Linked DNA regions of Mus musculus: region 2 is linked to region 1. The links are chromatin contacts, called in public ChIA-PET maps. All regions are on one chromosome and are shown on one strand. Each heading gives the region's core, a stretch centred on a gene start, on an enhancer-like site or on the middle of the called end of the contact. The rest is flanking DNA. Distances are from core to core; before and after follow the strand shown.

Region 1 (5,482 bases), core at 878-3,377:
CATTAGAGAACGCATCAGTATATAAACACAATGCTTTCATTCATTGGAAATTATCATCCATTTTTAAACTTTGCCCTTTTGCTCACTCTCTCCGTGGGACTCTTGGGAAAGAGCTGCGGGCTGGGATAAGAGTATGCCCATTGTGGTGAAAGCTTTGGACACCATCAAGATGCTCTGGTGAGGATTGTCCCTTCCCTGTAGTAAAGAAAGGAGAGAAAACATGTAGAGATTAACAATGGGAAGAGACAGTCACTACAGCATCAGCATGCTTGAGTGTTAAGTCCTCGTAAAAGAAATTGCTAACCTTCTGACCTCAGCAAGTCTCTTGGACTCTTTGTTCCTCTGCTTTAAAATGAGAAGAATCCTTTCCAACGCCACCAAGTCAGGATACGTACTAAGTTTGAAAAGTATGCAGCTGGGGGTATTTTATTGTGGACACTTTCTCTAAAAGACCTTGGCTTGTGGAGAGCAGAGAAGGAGATAACGAATCAATGCAGGTTTGAAAGAAATAAAGGTTCATTATGCACAAAGGTGTTTCCTTCTGCATCAGGAGAAAACAGCCATTGGCTCACTCAGCAAAGACCTCCATGAAGCAAACACTCAAAGGGTGAGTATATCTACAATCCCTACAAAATGGAGAACTCCTTAGGGTCAGGCTTCCACAGAGGCAGAACACCAAGGACCCTCTCCTTAAGTCTACGCTGAGGCAGCCCCAGACCCGCCGCTGCAGATAAGCCCCTTGTCCACATAGAAATGAAGCAGAAATTCATCTCTGAAGCAGCACGAACCAAGGTGTCTGGCACAAACAGAACTTGGAAATAGAATTGCACCATCAGTAGAATGAGGGAATGACCAGCTTGAGTTATTGACGAATGTATCTCGGGGCACACGAAGCTGAAGGTCAGTCCTCCTCCAAGAGAACCCAGCCTAAGTAATTCACTATTCCATTCTCATGGCTTAGACCACAGATGACATAACTGTGGTGACCTTCTGACTCTGCCCTTTTCTGACTCTCTGGTTTCCTTTTACTAGCTGTCCACATAGAGTCAGCAGAAGCTCTGGAGTAAACAGGAAAAAAAAAATGCCCATCCCATCCCAGGATAGACAGTTGCAGCTAAGAAACCAACAGCCAAATGCTGAAGGAAACTCTGTTCCTGCTGCTGATGCATGTTCACAAAGACACAGAGCTCAACTGTGATCTTTCCAGGTTCCTCTGATGTCATTCATGATGTATTGACTTAATCCATTCTATAGCACGTAAGCACGATTGCTGACGCTTATTGAATCCAGGCAGTACGCTAAACCTTCCAGACACTGTAGGCCATTTCATGCTCCCAATAATCACATGAGATTATTGGAGAAACAGAGGTTCAAAGAAATGCAAAAGCTTGTCCAAGAGTAAGCAGCTTCTTAGCTGAAGAACCAGTTGTAAACATTCACCATCTGGCTCCCGAGTCTCATCTATCGTCAGAGAGTGGTGAGCAGCCAGGAGGCCACTTGCCTTTGTGCAAGCGTCATCCATAAGGATTTTGCCCCACCTCTACCCTTTCAGCTTAGTTAACTTGACCTTTTTCACAAAATTCCATATCAGATCTTATTTCTCAGGAGCCACTATCAGGCTAAGTTAGACCATGAGACTTAATGGTCTCACCACCAGAGTCATTCACTCTCTGCACCCTATGTGTCTGACCTTGTTCTCTGAGAACAATATCCAAATGCAGAATGCATTCCCTCCCGTGTGTACAAAGTAAAACCATCCCTCCTTCTAGTTATTCTGGCCTGATCCTCCTCCCATTCACACTCTATTCTGGGCTACAGAAAAGGACTTGCTCATTTAAGCCTCTGCAGAACCTTGAGTCTTGATTCTGGTTTCTCCACAAATGGGGTACCTGTTCTCTTTGCCACTGACACTTGGGAGTGGAAAAGTATGAATTCAATAATACCATTCACCCTAAGTCAAACCCAGTATGGCCAGGAAATAGCTCACACCCCCATACAGAATCATACAGCTCTTTCTGTAATTCGGAGTCTTGGCACAACTTTTCTGGGTTCCAGACAGGGGAAGAAGTTTGGCCACCCCCATCCCAACGTGTGTACTCATTTCCTGCCCAGGACAAACCACTTCCCTTCATGAGCGCCTGTATCTTGGGTAAAACCCCACCCCCACCTCCAGGCTGTCATCTTGTGCTGTGAGCCCAACCTCACAATCATCCAGCACTCCGGTATTAGTACTTTTTCCAAATTGTATGTGATTCATCTGCATCTACCATCATTGTGATCCCAGGAAAGCTCTTGGCACACAGTGGGTGTCTGATGTATATTTCTTCAGTAAATGGAAGATGGAGCAAATGCCATCTAAGATGCCTGCGTAGCACTTTTGGGTTTACAAGACCATTATTTCAAATGACAGATGAGAGAACTAAGCAACACTGTCCATTGATAAAGACTGGGAGACCCTGGCATTGATTTTTATTGTACTCAGTACTACACTGTATTCGGGAGTCAGCAAGAGGCAGCCTCTGCCAAATGGCTGACCATAAAGTGTTGAAGGAGCACAACTTTATCCTTCATCATTCAGAATCCATGCCTGATTTGGGGCAGTTGTGGTGAGGGAAGTGGCTATCCCAGAATGCAAGAGCTCCCGCATGCCTGCAAAGCTGACAGTTGACCCTTTAAAGAAAGCATGCTGCAGCCCTGGCTGGTATTGCTGGTGCCTTGTATGTTCAGATATATGCGCAGTGCACACTCACACACATTAAAAATTTGCCCACAGAGAGAAGTGTATCCTATCACTACTCCCTGCAGCCCTCAAGACTGCCTGCTGTGATAAGGACTGTATCAGAGTTTTTCACAATTGTGTCTGTTAGTGTTGGGGGAAATTTTTAGACCTTCTATGGACTTGGTTATATTCACTCTAAAAATATGAAGGAATTGAAAGAGTAAGAGGCAAGGAAGGAGAGAGGGAAAGTGTGAGAGAGAGAAGCAAGGAAGGAAAGGAAGAGGGTGGGGAAAGAAAGGGAGAGAAAGAAGTGCTAGAATAGCACATTGGGTGGAGGGGGAAGAGCGAGGCAGAAGGAGAGTTTGAAGGCTCATTGAGCCACATGAACATACTTCATCTCATAAAGTTTTTTTTAAATAATAGATTTTAATAAAAGTCTCTCCAAAGAAGTTATAACGAAGGCAATGCTTTAAGAAAATTATTGCTTTTTTTTTCTTTCTTTCTTTTTTTTTTTTTTTTTTTTTTTTTTTTTTTTTTTTGGTCCATGGAGTCTTTATTTTGGTTTTCAGGTAGCTACTTACTCAAGGAAGCTGAAAACAGATAATGACTTGGAGGAAAATGAAACTAATTTTTCCAATTACACTAGTAAGGGGTATCTAATGAAGCCCACATGAATATGAAAAATCCTTTATAGCTATGTTTTAGATTGCACTACTGAGATCTCTAAATTACCTTAGACAAGAGGATGTGCTTAAACATGTACCAAAGCTCATCCCTGTGACTGGGAAACACGATAGATGATAGATAGATAGGTAGATAGATAGATAGATAGATAGATAGATAGATAGATAGATAGATAGATAGATAAGCAGTGAGGAAAAGATGCCAACAGTGCCTCTCTCTGAATCACATGATGATTTGAATACAAGCTGTTCTCAAAACAAAAACTTCCTGTATTGATTTTTTCTTTTCTCCTTTTACAAAAAGGGTAAACAAGAATGATGTTCTATTTCCAAAAATATGTGGAAAAGAAGGAAATTCTGAGACAGAAGTTTCCTGACAGTGTTGCTTCATGAATTCAGGTTGTGTCAATCTTCTGTGGTCTCTTAAATTGTTACAATTCAGAAAATTGTAAGAAACTGCTGGCAACACATGTAAATCTTACCCATAAGAACATAATTTCTGGACTAGAGAATAGAAACTGATTTTCACTCTGCGGTTATTGTACAGCCATTCAAATTTTTACGTCTGTTTTTAATGCCACCCAAACTGTTAGTATCTGTAGAGAACTGTTCTTGTGAATTGGTCTACATAAAGGACAGCAGTTGTCAATTCAACAATCTTGTGACAGTATACACACAAATTCACACACAGACATACGCACAGACACACACACACACACACACACACACACACACATTATAAATCTGAATATGGGAGAAAGGCAAATACTCCATCAGAACTTCAGAAGGGATCAGGGTAATGATAGCATCAGAAATACAGTATTTTTTAAAAAAACCTAAATTTCAATTCATTGTTTTTATTATGGTTGGTAAATTTGACAAACACAGTGGAAATGAAAGAAGAATCTGAGGCCCAGATGTGCTTTTATGAAGCTTGGAAACTAATTTCGAAAATAGGTCATGTGTGCACTAAGCATTCTGCTAAAAGTGTATGATGATGTATGTTAAAGCCCACAAATGCACTACCAGCTAACAACAATAGCTAATGTACAATGAGTTCATTGCCAGTCAGGCCCTTGGCTAAGAATTTTTACATCTAGAGAGCTCTTTTCATCTTATTTCTAGGAGGTTGCTACTGTTATTATCCCCAATTTCAAGAGAAGTAATCAAGGCCCTGAGAAGGGGTGGGGCTTAGGCCATGAAGCAACCCTGTTGATTCCCACCAGCTGTGGAAGAAAGAAGGGCCACCATAGCTGCATAGATATGTGGGATGAAGGGAGGAAGCCTGGAAGAGGATACTAGGAAGAACACAGAAGAGAAAATGGAACAGTGGAAGGGCCAGAAAATGAGGAAGGAGAATTCAATGATCCATGAAGATCATACTGTGAAAATACCTTGCTCAGACAGAATTATTTGTCAAGTTCTTTGTAACAAGCTTATCTTATTCAAAAACATTGAGAGGGAGACTAGTGAGAAAACTTAGTAGGTTAAAGACACTTCCCTGGTAACCTGAATTGGATCCCAAAACCCATGTAAACTTTACAGAGACAGCAGTTAAGTTGTCCTCTGACTTCTATATGCACACTGTGATGCACAAACTCTCTCTCTCTCTCTCTCTCTCTCTCTCTCTCTCTCTCTCTCTCTCTCTCCATTTCTAATAATAAGTAAGAATAATATGGAAAAAATAAGAATAACAAAATCTAAATAAAAGGTTTTAATTTTTAAATTCTGAAAAGTAATTCGAGAAAATTAGAAACCTCACTGCTCCCAGAGGCACTGGCTTAGAAAGGGTTAACACTCCTGGCATGAAACTCCATGACCAGAAACAACTTGGGGGAGGAAAGGGTTCATTTGGCTTCCACATCACTGTTCATCCCTGAAGGAGATCAGAACAGGAACTCAAACAGGGCAGGAACTCGGAGGCAGGAACTGATGCAAAACCCACAGAAGGATGCTGTTTACTAACTTGCTCCCCATGGCTGGCTCAGCCAGTTTCTTTATAGAACCTAGGACCACAAGCTCAGGGATAGTAGTACCTGTAATGGTCTGGGTCCTCCCTACTAATCACTCAGAAAAATCC
Region 2 (5,671 bases), core at 2,844-5,343, 120 kb before region 1:
CTTCCCTTGGCACAGGTATGGCTTATTTTAACTTTGAGTTGTATTCCAGCACCATTATCTCCCTGAGATATTTCCTCCATAACCCTCCCCCCACCTCTCTCTCCATCTCTGTGTCTCTGTGTCTGTCTGTCTGTCTGTCTGTCTGTCTGTCTCTCTCTCTCTCTCTCTCTCTCTCTCTCTCTCTCTCCCTCTCACACACACACACACACACACACACACACACACACACACACACACACACACACCATCCCCAACACTCCTTTTCTTCTACAGCATGCACTTCTACCCTTTTGCTTATTCCTGTGTATTGTCTCTGGAAATCAGTTTCTGACCATGTTTTCTTTACCTCGTCTTCGGCACCAAGAACAAAGCCATCCTAGCATTTCCTAGCTACTACTTATTTGTTCACTGAACACATAAGCAGACCAGGGAGGAGGGCTCAGCAGTCTCATTAGCTCCACTTACTAATGGAGTTTGTGCTCCACTTGCACAAACCGTAACAGCATCAATCATCAATATTAGGAACGCCCAGGATTCCTAACAGAGTGCTGACAGTATCCCGTAACTCCTGTTCATCATTGTACAGCTGAAATAAACAGAAAGTGATCTTGATGCCACACCTATAATCATCATGGATCTGATTTCAGATCATGCTTGCCCTTGCCATGAGCTTAACAAAAGAGAATAGAAGAGTGTGGTTTAGAGAAACAGTCACAGAATTGCTCTATGAGGGCATGTAGAAATAGACTTTTATCCAGAGAATTAGATTGTCCTCCAGTGAACTTAGCAGAAAACTTGGGTTGAGGTGAGGGGCAAATACTATGAATTTCAGTGTTTTTTAAAGACAGAGTACACTACACGCCTAACCAAAGGAAAAGTACTTCTCCCAGGACTCTGTATTCACAGGGTTCCTCAGGAGCACCCTCCCAGTTTCAGAGCAGGGAAGGAACATTTCTTAAGAATCAGAGGGAGAGAAGGCACATCCACTGACCTCTCAAAGCATCACTGATGCTGAAGGTCCTTAAGAGCATGAAGGAAAGGAGAGGGGAGTTTCCCAGGCATGCTGGGGGCAGCTCCAGCATGGCCTCCCTCTCTTGTGTGCTCAGGAGTTGCTCAAAAGGACCAAAGGAGGCCTTGGTTGTCCCCAGAGCCATCGTCTTTGCTCTGTAGATTTTCTTCTCACTAAGGACTTAATAAGTAGCTAGCAGAGGAGAAGAAGAAGAGGCCCTCAGTGTACGAAAAGAGCCTCAGAGTCAGAAAGAGAGTAGAGCCAACTTCAAAGAGGCTGAGGACCATGCTCCACTGGGTGCCTTTCAGATGAGCAGGAGATCCAGGTGTGGACAGATGTGTCAATCCAAAAACCCGAGTGAAGCGCATTAGGTGCCTTCCACTCCATGTGACTGATGAGACCTCAGAGCAGACTGCAGATTCTTGAGTATGTCCATCACTGTGCTTTGATGGAGAGGAGCACTGAATCCCTTCCACGTCTACTGGACCACCACTGTCATGTCTCAAATATCCACTCCCACCACTGCAGCACGCCACGGGTAAAGAATCCTCAATGCCACATCTACCATTAGATGGATAGGCACCCCATTACAAACTCTTCATTAATAAATCAATTTATACTGCCCGGAGGATACTTGGAATTCAGAGGTCACATCAAGCCTTGTAGAAAAGAAGTTTTCACTCTGTTGACAGATGAGGTATTATATCTGCCATCCTTAGAATGAGGTCTATGTAGGCCTCCAGGAGAGTGGAGAGAATAGAAACTACCTCTTGAGAAAATGATCATTGATAAAGAACAGAGATGTGATGTTTGTTTTAAAACAACCTCTGTCATAAACAGAGTAGACTTGCTTGCTGAGTGATAGAGAGAAACAGAATCTAATAATGGATTCCACAAGAAAACAAAATAGGCTAAGGGAGGAAGACTTGGAAAGACCAAAGTCATACCAAGAAAGAGATTCTCATAGCAGCAGCAAGCCCTTGACTTGACATGGCAAGGGCCTCAGGTACTAATGGTAACTAGGTGAACTGCAATCTGCCCTCACCCCCAGCCCTACGGTATCTCCCTTCTAGGCCTCTGACTTGGTTCTCTCTTGCTTCCAAGGTGTTGAAGATGTTTCCTCTCCAGGTTTTCAGTCTCTAGCCTGCATCCCAAGTGCAATGGACTGAGACAAGCATGAAGATTTGAGACACTGGGAAATGTAAGCACTCTTCTTTGGAGAACAAAGGAATTCTGAAAGAGCACGTCCCCAGAGACCACATACACAGGAGCTACCCCTACAAAGTGATGAACCCCAACACCTCTGATTTAATCCATATTCCCACAAATGTGCTTCTTACTGAAAGAAAAAAAAAAGCAGTCAGCCCCAGACATGACGAATGTCTCTGTCTCCTGGGTTGGAATCACTTTTACAAGAAATTATTCTTGGGCAAATTTCTCTGTTACATGAGCCTTTCCAAACCTCACCTAGGAAGCTGCAAGAAACTTGGAACGCAGTCAGAGGCGCGTGCCTATAAAGGAGATCTTTACCATAAAGAGATCGTATCCCTCTCTTCCTTGCCCTAGACACCACATAATCCTTTGTTTTCTCTTCCCCCAAGTAATCCACAGAGTATTCCAGTGGAACTTAAGTCACTCGATGTGCATCTTATAACAGATGCTTTCAATGCTAAGACGAGAGTCTGGGTAAAGTAGGACCCCTGACCATGCAGTCAGGAAACTGCCTCGCCTGCCAGACAGTGAGTGTGTTGGAAACAGGAATTATGTCTTTGAGTCTTTGTGGCAGTCATCACTGTTGAGAAAAGTAGCAGTGCTCATGAGTGAATGGACCATCCGTCTCTTTCAAATCCTGGTTCTACAATGGAACTAGCCATCTACATTTGGTCATGCTCCCTAATGATTTAGGGTTTTCAAACGTTTTCTTTTATAAAACACAAATGATAACTGTCTCATATAACTACAATAAATGCACCGCTGTACCTACAATACAGAGCTGCACCGTAGTAAATGACAAACAGTATCTTGGCTATACTCCCCGCAGCCATCCTTCACACAGACTAAATGATCAATACCCATTTGACTGGCTGGTCAATAGGTGGAGCTAATGTGAGTGCTTTCGGTTAATTTAAGTGGAAGCCTGAACAGGCCAGGTCAAGTGCCTCGTGCCTTTTAGCTGCTTTACAGAAGAGCATGAAGCAGGCAAAGAAAAATGAATGTTAACTCTAAACATACCTAGTTGAGTGTGAGAAGCAGACAAAATTATATCTCACTTCCATTATGACTTCTAATTTGGTACTCTAGTCTCATGAAGCAAAGGCCCAGGTCCTCCAGAGAATCACATAAGATGTCTACCTCTGGTGGCTGGTCATGACAAAGCTGATTATGGAAAACTATACTCAAAGTCGTATATCCTTTAGGGAGTCACAAGAGATATCCCTACAGCATCCGGTGCCCTCACAAATATACCTGCAGACAAATATGTGTGCAGTGCTGCTCAGGATGTCAACTGTCTATCAGTTGGCAGCTCCCAGGTTAATTTGCTACAAGGACAGAGTTATTGCCTTTCAGTCATCATGGCTCAGGTCTATGCTGTGGTCTATTTGTTCTAGTTCCTTCCACCAGTCTCTCTTCTCCTTTTCACGCCAATGATGTAATTTGCTCTCTGTTTTACCCATACACCACTAAAAATTCTTCCACAAAGAATAATATTTAAGATGTGAAATTGTACAGATTCCCATTTTGTAAAAGCTCCTTGGTGTTTCTTCTTTAGGTCCTCCATTTTGACACGAAAGATGGAGCTAAAAATAAAACAAGCCCTGATTGACAGCAGTTCCTGTTACAGCTGCTGTCCATATCAAAGTTCATTTAACCTTCACCACCACCCTATAGTCTCCATTCTACAGAGCTGGAAACTGAGGCAGGTTTGGCCAGTGTCACTGAGGCGGTGGTCTGCTTTATGCAATCGGAATTAAGTGAAACACGCTGACTTGAAACCTTACTACCCAAGTGGTGGCAATGGTTGTGAACATGATTAACAGCCTCAGCCTGCACATCTGAGCTGACAAGAGGGCCACACCCCTTTCCTGTGACCACTAACATCAACTCTACCAGGAGGGAGTACAGACTCTAAATGCAGAAGTGATAGAAACCAGGGGGTTACTTGTTGTTATAAGTCTATTTGGAGGAGAAAAAAATCCTTAAGGCAAAAAGACATATGCCTTGATGATTTCTCTGCCTGCAGGGTGGATGCAGCACTCTGTAGCCTCCCCTGTGGAGGGGAGATAGTTCCCTGCAGCACAGAGAATTGAGACAAGATCATGAGGTCACTATCAAGTGGAACCTATATCCTCAGCTCCGGGAATGTGAGACACTGTGTTCAGAGAAGCTGTACAGGCATGCTTGTCTACCTGCAGCCTAGAGAGTCCATGCTGGTAGAAGATGTCTTCACATGCCTCTTCATTCCAGGCCCTCCAGGACACCCGGGGCAATTTTAGGCTACACACATGAGTCTACAGAGGCTATAGAGATGAGACCCAAAAATCCCTGTGTTCGTTCCTGAAGTCCCACTATGTTTAGGTTTGGAGAACAGACTGTAACCACACAGAAATCTGCACTAAGGCTGTAAGGAAGTCATCACTTTCTCCAGCCTCCAATGACATCATGCACCTGGCTACACTGAAGAAGAGGAACCAGATACAAAATTCTCCATGCCAGCCCACCTCCACCTGTGCATATAAGTCTGGGTCTGTCCTGTCTCTGAGTGACAACCTATTGCTGCCTCCCTCTGAACCTCTGATAGTTGGTCTCTGTGCCTTTTGTGTTCAACTCTGTAGAATTCCCTGCCCTCACCTCTTGATGTCCTCCACCCCACACGTAATAATCATCTGAGCCATCGCATGCTTTATTACCTGCTTCTTACCCTGGAATCTGACCTCTCTATATAATTGCCCAAGTCAAGTCTGGCATCAGTCTTGCTTGAACCTCTGCCATGACCTGGACATGCTGTGAGCTGGTAGGTTTTAACCCAGATACTAGAAAAGGGTCATGAAGAAAAACTGGCATTGGATAGAGGAACCACAGTAGCCTCCTTCAGACAGAATGTCAAGAGGGCTATCTCTAAAACTGGGACATTTGAATCTAAACATGCATGATGGGAGACACAGTTCTTGCAAGAGGCCTGGAGTGGGGAACAGCTTGGTAACAAGGTAGCATCTACGGACACATTTTCATATTTAATCTGCAATACATATGCACATGCTCTCCCTCCAAGCCAGTGGGTCTCCACGTCTCTGCCTCAGGACTTTCTCAAGAGCTTGGGAGTCCAGTTTGTCTAAGCCAAAGTCATTTTCAAAGTGTAAAATAATGGGGGACTCTATTCCAGTTCAGGGGAGGAAGAGTGGAGGAGTGTCAAAGGTTTCTGTCCTATAGCAAGGCAATTGGGAGGCATTGTCAACCTGCCCTTGGGGGGGACAGAGTCAAGGCTACTCAGAACAGGAAACAATTGATTGTGCAACCCATGTCAACTGTTTTCCTTCCCTGTCTCACTCCACCTACTCCCTCACCCTGATCTTGGGACCATCTTTTGTGCCTTGGTCTCAGGCTCTGCCCTAAAGCCTAATGAGCTCAGAAGGAAGCGCACTGTGGTCGGAACATATGAGACTC

Evidence for each region. ChIA-PET counts read pairs in DNA pulled down with a chosen protein or histone mark.
Region 2: a contact with region 1 is called in an RNA polymerase II ChIA-PET map of memory CD8 T cells, with 5 times the contacts expected there. The contact joins two enhancer-like sites. A contact is called at or near these places in 7 of 484 Hi-C or Micro-C datasets (the C2C12 cell line, CD4 T cells, the STO cell line and 3 more) and 4 of 115 datasets of contacts at active chromatin or transcription factors (CD8 T cells, double positive thymocytes, memory CD8 T cells and 1 more).

Annotation. Positions count from the first base shown.
Region 1 is chr4:63,819,971-63,825,452 of GRCm38.p6, reverse strand. No RefSeq gene overlaps it. Among named protein-coding and RNA genes, the nearest start is that of Tnfsf8, 39 kb to the left of the region's middle. Within about 2 kb of position 2,127, at least 21 of the 459 cell types and tissues checked have an H3K27ac peak or open chromatin away from gene starts, as enhancers often do. A contact at or near this core is called in CD8 T cells, where this site is marked.
Region 2 is chr4:63,941,488-63,947,158 of GRCm38.p6, reverse strand. No RefSeq gene overlaps it. Among named protein-coding and RNA genes, the nearest start is that of 8030451A03Rik, 40 kb to the left of the region's middle. Within about 2 kb of position 4,093, at least 28 of the 459 cell types and tissues checked have an H3K27ac peak or open chromatin away from gene starts, as enhancers often do. A contact at or near this core is called in CD8 T cells, where this site is marked.